3 separate regions of the Mus musculus genome follow, and regions 2 and 3 are each linked to region 1. A link is a contact called in public promoter capture Hi-C data. All regions are on one chromosome and are shown on one strand. Each heading gives the region's core, a stretch centred on a gene start, on an enhancer-like site or on the middle of the called end of the contact. The rest is flanking DNA. Distances are from core to core; before and after follow the strand shown. Region 1 overlaps Gm1604a (predicted gene 1604A). Region 2 holds the start of Mpc1 (mitochondrial pyruvate carrier 1). Region 3 holds the start of 4930506C21Rik (RIKEN cDNA 4930506C21 gene).

What was found. Promoter capture Hi-C pulls out the DNA fragments that hold promoters and counts their contacts.
Region 2: a promoter capture Hi-C map of hematopoietic stem and progenitor cells shows a contact between it and region 1. The contact joins the promoter of Mpc1 here to the enhancer-like site in region 1. A contact is called at or near these places in 5 of 39 promoter capture datasets (the C10 cell line, hematopoietic stem and progenitor cells, neutrophils and 1 more), 5 of 115 datasets of contacts at active chromatin or transcription factors (effector CD8 T cells, memory CD8 T cells, regulatory T cells and 2 more) and 1 of 9 other capture datasets (liver).
Region 3: a promoter capture Hi-C map of hematopoietic stem and progenitor cells shows a contact between it and region 1, with 2.2 times the contacts expected there. The contact joins the promoter of 4930506C21Rik here to the enhancer-like site in region 1. A contact is called at or near these places in 3 of 39 promoter capture datasets (the HPC-7 cell line, hematopoietic stem and progenitor cells and neutrophils), 1 of 484 Hi-C or Micro-C datasets (regulatory T cells) and 6 of 115 datasets of contacts at active chromatin or transcription factors (bone marrow-derived macrophages, embryonic limb bud, memory CD8 T cells and 3 more).

The regions. Positions count from the first base shown.
Region 1 is chr17:7,880,338-7,883,072 of GRCm38.p6, forward strand. The region is part of intron 5 of Gm1604a (predicted gene 1604A); the gene reads right to left. Among named protein-coding and RNA genes, the nearest start is that of Tagap, 44 kb to the right of the region's middle. Within about 2 kb of position 1,329, at least 9 of the 459 cell types and tissues checked have an H3K27ac peak or open chromatin away from gene starts, as enhancers often do. A contact at or near this core is called in hematopoietic stem and progenitor cells and neutrophils, where this site is marked.
Region 2 is chr17:8,282,514-8,285,213 of GRCm38.p6, forward strand. It overlaps Mpc1 (mitochondrial pyruvate carrier 1), which reads left to right and starts at 1,274. Exons shown (of 5, transcript NM_018819.5): 1 at 1,274-1,448. The coding sequence starts at 1,378.
Region 3 is chr17:8,309,574-8,312,384 of GRCm38.p6, forward strand. 4930506C21Rik (RIKEN cDNA 4930506C21 gene) reads right to left here and starts at 1,545. Exons shown (of 5, transcript NR_073374.1): 1 at 1,444-1,545. It overlaps Sft2d1 (SFT2 domain containing 1), which reads left to right and starts at 1,530. Exons shown (of 8, transcript NM_134114.2): 1 at 1,530-1,712. The coding sequence starts at 1,650.

The DNA of each region.
Region 1 (2,735 bases), core at 79-2,578:
AAAGAGTTTACAAAGAGTTACAAAAAGTTACAAAGGCTGTGAGCTCACACAACATGAATTTGAACAATTTACATCAGTTGCTGCTGTTGGCCAAAACACCGGATGCCTGTTCAGTTGCCACTTTAGAACAATTCCTGACGCTGACTTATTAAAAGGGTTCCAAAAGAAATCTTAGGGCTTCCCAGAAAGTAGACCTGAGGAACATTCCAACCGTAAAATGTTTCCACTTCATGTTAGACTCTGTACGAAGCCCTTCATTTCCCACGGTTCTGGTGAAAATTCCCACGAGGTCGGAAGTGAGAGCCCATTGCTCTGCTGTTAAACCCGTAGACTCGAGGAGAAAGACCACTGAGCTAAATGATCATGGCCAAATTAATTAAAGCAAGCTTTTTTACATCTGTATACACAGCTGTCTCTTTCTCACTAAAGTTGGGGTTCAAGAGATTAGCACTGGACATAGGTAAAATAGGGGTTTGTATAGTTCAGGAGTGGGGGGGGGTCCAAATGGGGGATTTGGCAGGCAAATGGGTGAGGTCACAGAAGCAGAACATAAGTATAACAGGTCATAACATAATACGGAGAAATGTTTCCAAGGTGGTCACAACAACATGGTTATAACAACGTCGTCATAATAATCTTTGGGAACGAAGGCATGGCTGCCATTTCCTGGAACAGGCGGTACATAACCCTTTGTAGTGAGAATCAGACATTTGGGCAGGAGAATGATGGCTCAGCCGTTAAAGGATAGGCTCACAACCAAAAATATAAGAGAAACAGACATTTAATTTTAAACAGCAATGAACCTGGTTTGTCTTTACTCTAAAATGGCTTTCAAGCCCAAGATGCAAGCAGTCTGGTTTATCATCTGCCACCATCAAGCCTAGAAGCAAGCCCGCCAGCTCCATCTACACTAAAGGGAGAGAAACACAGATTCAACTTCCAAGAGACCAGCAGAGCGAGTATGGGAAGGCTGAGACCAGGACCCCTCAACAGTTACCTTCCCTGAGTTTGTCAAAGTCATGGGATAACAGAGGGCCGTGAACTTGTATTCGCATCTGTTGTGGTATGAAGGACCCAAGAAGGCTTCCATTCCTCCACAAGCTCTCTGGGTCTCTGCTCCTGAATGATGACACTGGTCATGCGACCCAACTGTTTAAGACCTGTGTAGTGGGCCTCTGTCTACTGAGCACTCTTCTGGGTACAGGCGATGAGAAAGAGAATCCTCGTCGGATAGCGCTCGTCTTGTAGCACAAGGAAACGGTAAGCTTAAATCACCTAGCGTATCAGAAACAGCTGTATGCCATGCAGCAGGAAAGGAAGGTTGGGAAGAGGAACTGACAGTTGCTGGGGGGCGGGGGCAGGGGGGGCTGTTGCAACCTTAAGCAGTGCAACCTGTGGGGGCCTTGTTGCAAAGGGACATTTTGAGCAAAGGTGTAGTGTACCAAACAGACTCCTGGGGCACAATTCCTGTTAGAACAAACACCAAGAGCAGAAGCCCAAAGTGTGAGCGTGCCTGCAATGCTGCGGGAGCTGCAGAGAGCTAGCAGGGCCGGGAAGAGAGAGCTAAGAGCCAGCAGGGGCAGGAAGAGAGAAAGTAAAGGCAAAAGGGTGGGAGACATAAGCAGGAGTCCGATGTCAGATCAAACTGGGCCTCCTTTGGCCTGCTTGTTTTGTTGAGTGAGTTAGGAAGCCACCAAAAAGGATACAGAGACAAGTCTGCTATGTGTATGGGAAACATCACTCTGGCTTGCAGGGATGCAAGGGAGACAGACGCTTAGGGCAGAGAGAACTGTGTGACGGCAACTGCAGGAAAGCAACCTGGGAAACGGCAGCTAAAGGTGGTGACCTGTTGCTGGATTCTGAACGAATATATCTGGCGCGGATGGCTATCTGCTGAAAGAGTGCGCTGTTGGAGAGAAAGGGACATCCGGGATGATCAAAATGTTCTGGCCCAAGGAACCGGGGGGTGGATTGGCCATCGATAGAGATGAGACTGAGGTAGAAGGTTCTGGAACTCTCAAATCAGCAGTTTGGCTTTGGGTGTGTTGACCAGAGATGACGCTGAGCTTCTGAGAAAAGGCCACTCACGTGTGCCATCATGTGTGATGTAGCAGGTGCTAGGTAGGTCTATATCTGAGCGGATGGATTTGGATCATATCGACAACCGCGTTGAAGAATGAACTTGGGTTCATTCTGGGCTGTCTGTCACAGGAAGTAAAAAATTGGCATTAAGTTTAATTAATCAGCCTTAAGTAATTTTTCTTGATGTTGCTAGATGGATGGAAAGGGGACTCTTCATCCACAGGAGGAGACTTTCTTGGCTGTGCTGGGGAACACAAAAATTAAAGTCTTTATACATAAAAATACTTTGTAAATACACCACAACATTTTCTAGGAGTTTTTTGTTGGACGATTTTTCTATACTATATTAAGAATATTTAAACATATCTTGAGGTAGTTTTTTTTTTCAAATTTATGGAATTCTAAAGATTTTTTTTTCATTTTACAAAAATTTGCTTTGATTTGAGACCTTTTTTTATCAGAACCTAAAAAACCTATACATTTGCATATCTAAGAAAGGAATGAATTTTAAGCACTACATACAGGAAGAAATTTTGCACCTAATGGATAATAGTTAAGTCAGTATAATTTGGTTTTAGATTTTGAATAACTTTGCATTGTGCAACTACTGGTGAGGTGGTGTGTGTGTTTAAGACCGAGGAGGGGAGTGACTC
Region 2 (2,700 bases), core at 24-2,523, 400 kb after region 1:
TGTTTTTCGTTTTTTAAATTTTGTTTGAGACAGGGTTTCTCTGAGTAGCCAGGGCTACAGAACTAGCTATATAGACACGGCTGGCCTTGAACTCAAATCCTCCTGCCTCTGCCTCTGCCTCTGCATCTTCGGTGCTGGGATCAAACTCATTTGCCACCAAGGCCCGCTTCAGGTTCGGTTTTGGTAAGGAAGAGAGTCCCCTCTATTCTCGGAAGATTGTTAGAATAAACCGGCAAAAATTAAATCTGAGAAAAGCTGCACATATTTACTATGCATAGAAGGGGAAAACCACAGAAGATTACCATTCGTTTAATAACTTTCGCCCCAAGCCCCACCCCGAGGACTCAGTGGTGACCTTGAACTTCCCACCACCCAGCCTGGTTTACGGCAGTGCTGGAGATGGAACACAGCCAGGGCTTCCGGAGCAAACCTGGCAAGAGCGCTGCAGTCCGGGCCCTGCAGACCCTTCCCTATAAGGGGAAGGTCGTCTTCAGCCTCCTTTTGGTAAACAAAGACTGACACTGGCACGAACTCAGGGGACGGGCCTTAGCGACCCTTAGCGCGGTGTGGCCTACTCGGGTGTGGCTGCGAGCAGCCTGAAGGCAGTTGTGTTCTTCACGCGATCCGGTTTACGGCGGAAGGGATTCTGTCACCTTTCCTCTCCTCAAGAGTGGTAGTGGTGACAGGAAATGTAGCCAGGCCCTTCTCATTACCTCCGGCTCAACTCTCTCTGCATTCTGCCCCCCCCCCCCCCGCCATGTCTGGGGTGTGGCTCTGAGCCTCTGCGGGTGTACAGGCTAAAGCTGCAGTATGCACGCTCCGGGCACTTATGTAACCTGTGCTTTCCACACGTGGGCAGCCACACTTCTGGAGACTGAGGCTCTTAGCTATTTTTAACTGCCTCCCTCCTCTGCACTCGGTGACTCCATCCCAAGCCGGTCGCCGCCGGTTTGCAGGATCTCACCGTCTCTGTGCAGCCGCCCGCGGGGCAAAGGGACAGGCGAGGGGTGACAGGAGCCCGACCTGCCCACCACGCCCCGCTGAGACCCCGGAAGCCTGCCCAGGACCCCCGGGCAGAGGAGTGTCACCCTCGCAGCCCCTAGCAACCGCCAGTCGTCCGGGCCGCCGGGCCCTTTTACGACGGCAGCCCCGCGGCGCGCACCGCCCCGAGGGCAGGCGGGGGGTGTGTCGACCGCGGCAGCCAATCCCGGACGCGCTCTGCGGTCTAGCGCGTTCTCATTGGTGGAGCGCCGAGCGGTCGTAAGGCTTCTCCGAGTGTCGTGAGGCGGGCGCTGGGGTGAGAGCGCCGAGGGCCTCAGCCGAGTCCACAGCGGTGTCATCTGTCTAGGTAGCGGCTTCACCGCCAACGGCACGGCCATGGCTGGAGCGCTGGTGCGCAAAGCGGCGGACTATGTCCGGAGCAAGGACTTCCGGGACTATCTCATGAGGTGAGCGTCATGGTAGGCCGTGGGGGAGCCGCCCGCTGCGGGAAAACCCTGCGGCGCCGTGCCAAGGTAGGAGAGCGGCGCACGGGTGGAACGCGCTCCTACCGGTGCCCGAGGGGACGGCGCTCCCGAGGGTACAGCAAGTGACCGAGGGGATGGCGCTCCTACCTGTGACTAGGAGGGCAGAAGGGACAGCGCTCACACCCGTGCCTGAAGGGACAGCAGGACTCAGGGGACGTAGCTCCCACCCGTGACCTAAGGGACCGCAGGTTACTGAGGGTACAGCGCTCTTGGTTAAGGCGACCTAGGGAATGGCAGGTGACAGGGAACAGCTCCAGCCCCGCGAACTGAAAGACATGGTGTGACTGGGGACCCCGCCCCAACCTGTGCCGGAGGGGACGCCTCTCCCACCCATGCCCGAGGGGACAGCGCTCCCACCCGTGACTGAGAGGACGACAAGTGACCGAGCGGACAGCGCTCCCGGGCAGGACGACCCAGGGAATGGCTGGTGACAGGGAACAGAGCTCCAGTCCTTGACTGAAAGACGCGGTGTGACTGCAGGGACGCCGCTCCGGCTCGTGACCGACCGGACGAACACCGCTCCTGGGCAGGCAGTCAGGATGCCCTTGCGTGGGTTGACGTGGGGACACTGGGTGCTACCATCCCCCTCCTCGTCTCCCGGCCCGGGACTTGGCGGGAGCGGTGCTGGAATGTGCCGGGATCCGGGTAATGGGAGCTAGAATTTGCAGCACAGAGGGCGGGGTTTTTTTTTTTTTTTGGTTTTTTGTTTGTTTTTTTGTTTGTTTGTTTTCCATTTGACGGTGCTTGGGGGAGGGGGACCGGACAATCATGTGTCGCAGCCACGCAGTGCGTCTGAGAAGAGGCATTTACTTGCAAGGTGTGTGTCCCGAGGGCTTGACATTGAGAGGTTGAAGAAGCACTTTCCAGAATTCATTTTCAGTTATAATTTCCTGGTGCCTGATTCTATTTTAAGGATCTCACAAAATTTAGAAACCGATTACAATATTTCCAAGCATAGTTTTATTTTCTTGTGATTTTAAAGTTAGATAAGTGGAGGGCTGCTTTTTAATTTTCTTCTCAGTGGTCAATACCGAGCCTGCCAGTGGTGGCATTCGCCTTTAATCCCAGCACAAGGGAGACAAGCTGGAGGATCTCTTGAGTTCAAGGCCAGCCAGTCTACAGTAGTATTGTAGTTAATAGTAAATACTTAGTGCCTTGAGTTTCTACAACTGTC
Region 3 (2,811 bases), core at 295-2,794, 430 kb after region 1:
CTGAGTGCTGTACTAAAGGCATGCGCCACCACCTCTAGTTCAGTCTTTATTTTGCTTTTAAGATTTATTTATGCTCTGTTTATTTATATAATAATATAAGTTAATATATGTTATATATAATAAATACTAAATATATTTATTTATTTATTATGCTCTATTTGCATGTATGCCTGCATGACAAAAGAGGTCATCAGATCCCTTTATAGGTGGTTGGAAGTCACCAAGTGGGTGCTGGGAATCAAACTCAGGGCCTCTGGAAGAGCATCCAGTGTTCTTAACCTCTGATCCATCTCTCAAGCCCTCAGTCCTTGTTTTTAATAGTTACATTTTGTTCTATATAATTAAATTTGTCAGGCAATTTACACTTCAAGACATGTGTGTTGCCCAAGGTCTCTATTCTACATAAGATCGTACTCGGCCTTAAGAATGACAGGGGCCTGGAGAGATGGGCTCAGTGGTTAAGAGCACTGGCTGCTTTTCCAGAGGATTCAGTTTCCCAGCACCCACACAGCAGCTCACAATCTTCCCTAATTCCAGTTCTAGGGAATCTGATGCCTTCTTCTGATAGCTATGGGCTGTGCATGAATATGGTACACAGACACACAGGCAAATGACAGAAGGGGGTGGGGTCACATATATATCAAATCAGAACACTAAGAGGTTAAGTCTCAGGCAAAACTGGGTTACTAAATAGCTTTCTGTCTGCAACACATTCTAGGATCGTTGTTTATTCTTGTTACTATAATTAACACCCTATCATTTGTACAAATTAATGGGTTTCACTGTGACATTAAGATCCATGTATATGTCACCAGAATTTTTAAACTGCCACTAATTATTTCAAGTACATACTGACTCCTTCAAATCGAGGTTTCAACTATATTGTGAGTACTGGCAATTTCATATATATTGAAAAACAGACTTTTCATAACTACTGTTATCAGATTTTTTAATATAGAAGTTACTATACTTCAAAGGGAAAACGTGTAGCCATATTAAAAACTATTTTATTGGACATCAAGGACGATTTTTATTGTACATTCGTTATCATCTTTGTAATCTTTCAAAGGGCAAAGGGACGGGGCTTTCGCACTTTTGTTCGTTCAGGTCTAACTCCCTGAGAACGCTGGAGCAGTTTCATCTGTAAAAGATCCCCTTCTCTAGTAATGACTGCCTTTCGCGAGGCAGTAGGATTGACAATTAACCCTTTTTTTTTTCTTGATCCAATTTTAAGGAGGAAGCTGTTAGTGAAATCGTTAAAATAAAGGCCATTTCATTACCATCTCTCCAACCCAAAACAATCGGGGCAGGACCTGTCACTCAGTGCCTGGACAGTCATGCAACTGGACACTGTTTCTCTGCACCAGGCCGGACAGACAGCTCTAACTGTGTCCCTCCCTACTGGCTGGCTGAACGATCTTGAGGATAAGAAAAGCCACTCACCAGCCCCCTGCGGGCACCCGTGGGCGCGCCGGAAGTGACGTAATCAGGCCCGCCCCAGCAGATTAAAGAGCAAGGAGGTGCGCATGCTTGAAGGAAGCGGAAGTCCGGATTTCCGGCCGGCGCTTGAAGGTGCGGATTCCGGGCTTCCGGGTGGGCGTGGGGGCCGGACGAGCTAGGGGTCGGCGGCGTGGCAAGAGGACAGGGCTATGGAGAAGCTGCGGCGCGTCTTGAGCGGCCAGGACGACGAGGAGCAAGGCCTGACGGCGCAGGTAACGTCCTCGGCCGCGGCGACAGTGGGAGAGGGGACCGCGAACCGCTCTCGGGGAGTCGGTCCCGGATCCCCGGGACTGTCCGGTCCCCGCTTCTCTGCCATGGCCTTTCTCTGCGCCCTCCCCTCCTGCACCAAGTTCCGCCGCCCCTGCAGCGAGCAGGCCTCGGGGCCAGGCTGCCTGTGGCCGGCTCATTCATTCCAGGTCTCAAGACAGATCTGGGGCTGGGGAGATGGCTCAGCGGTTAAGAGCACTGACTGCTGCTCTTCCAGAGGTCCTGAGTTCAATTCCCAGCAACCACATGGTGGCTCACAACCATCTGTAATGGGGATCTGATGCCCTTTTCTGGTGTGTCTGAAGACAGCTGCTGTGTACTCATATAAATAAATAATAAATAAATAGATCTTTAAAAAAATTAAGGCTGAGATCTGGGCGAGAGACTGGAGAGCACGGACGTGCCAAAGGTTGCCTGTGAAGTCAGCCCTCCTTAGTAATGCATGGTTTTGTTTTGTTTTGTTTAATTAACAGAGCCCTTGTTTGCTTGTGACCCAGACATGAGACTTGATAAAGACTTACTTCCTCCAGTAAGAATTAAAAATAGGCAAACAGGAACTGCTTTGTGTTTTGCACGCTAGCACATTTTGGTGTGTCTTGGCACAGACCTGGGCCTGATTTTGTATTACATGAAGATGTTTTGTTTGTTCGTTTTTCCTTTCTGACTTATTTGTTGGCAGGGCTGAGGTAGCCCGTGTTGAGACAAGTGAACTCTATATTGTATTTTGTGTTTTGTTTGTTTGTTCTTTTTGGGTTTGTTCCAAGACAAAGTCTCACTGTGTAGCCCTCACTGGCCTGGAGCTACAAAGGTCCTCCTGCCTCTGCCTCCTGAGAACTGAAATCAGTATTGTAATTGCAATACAAAAGACCTGTACATAGTCACTTCAGCAATGGCTGTAAATATGGCTTATCCACCGTGCTTGATAGTATCAACTGCTTCATGCTCCACTCTTTGTTCTAGATCTTTGCTGTAGCTATGACCACATGTAGCCACTCAAAATGTAAACAGATTAAAATGTAGAATTTATTTCCGTAGTGGTGCATG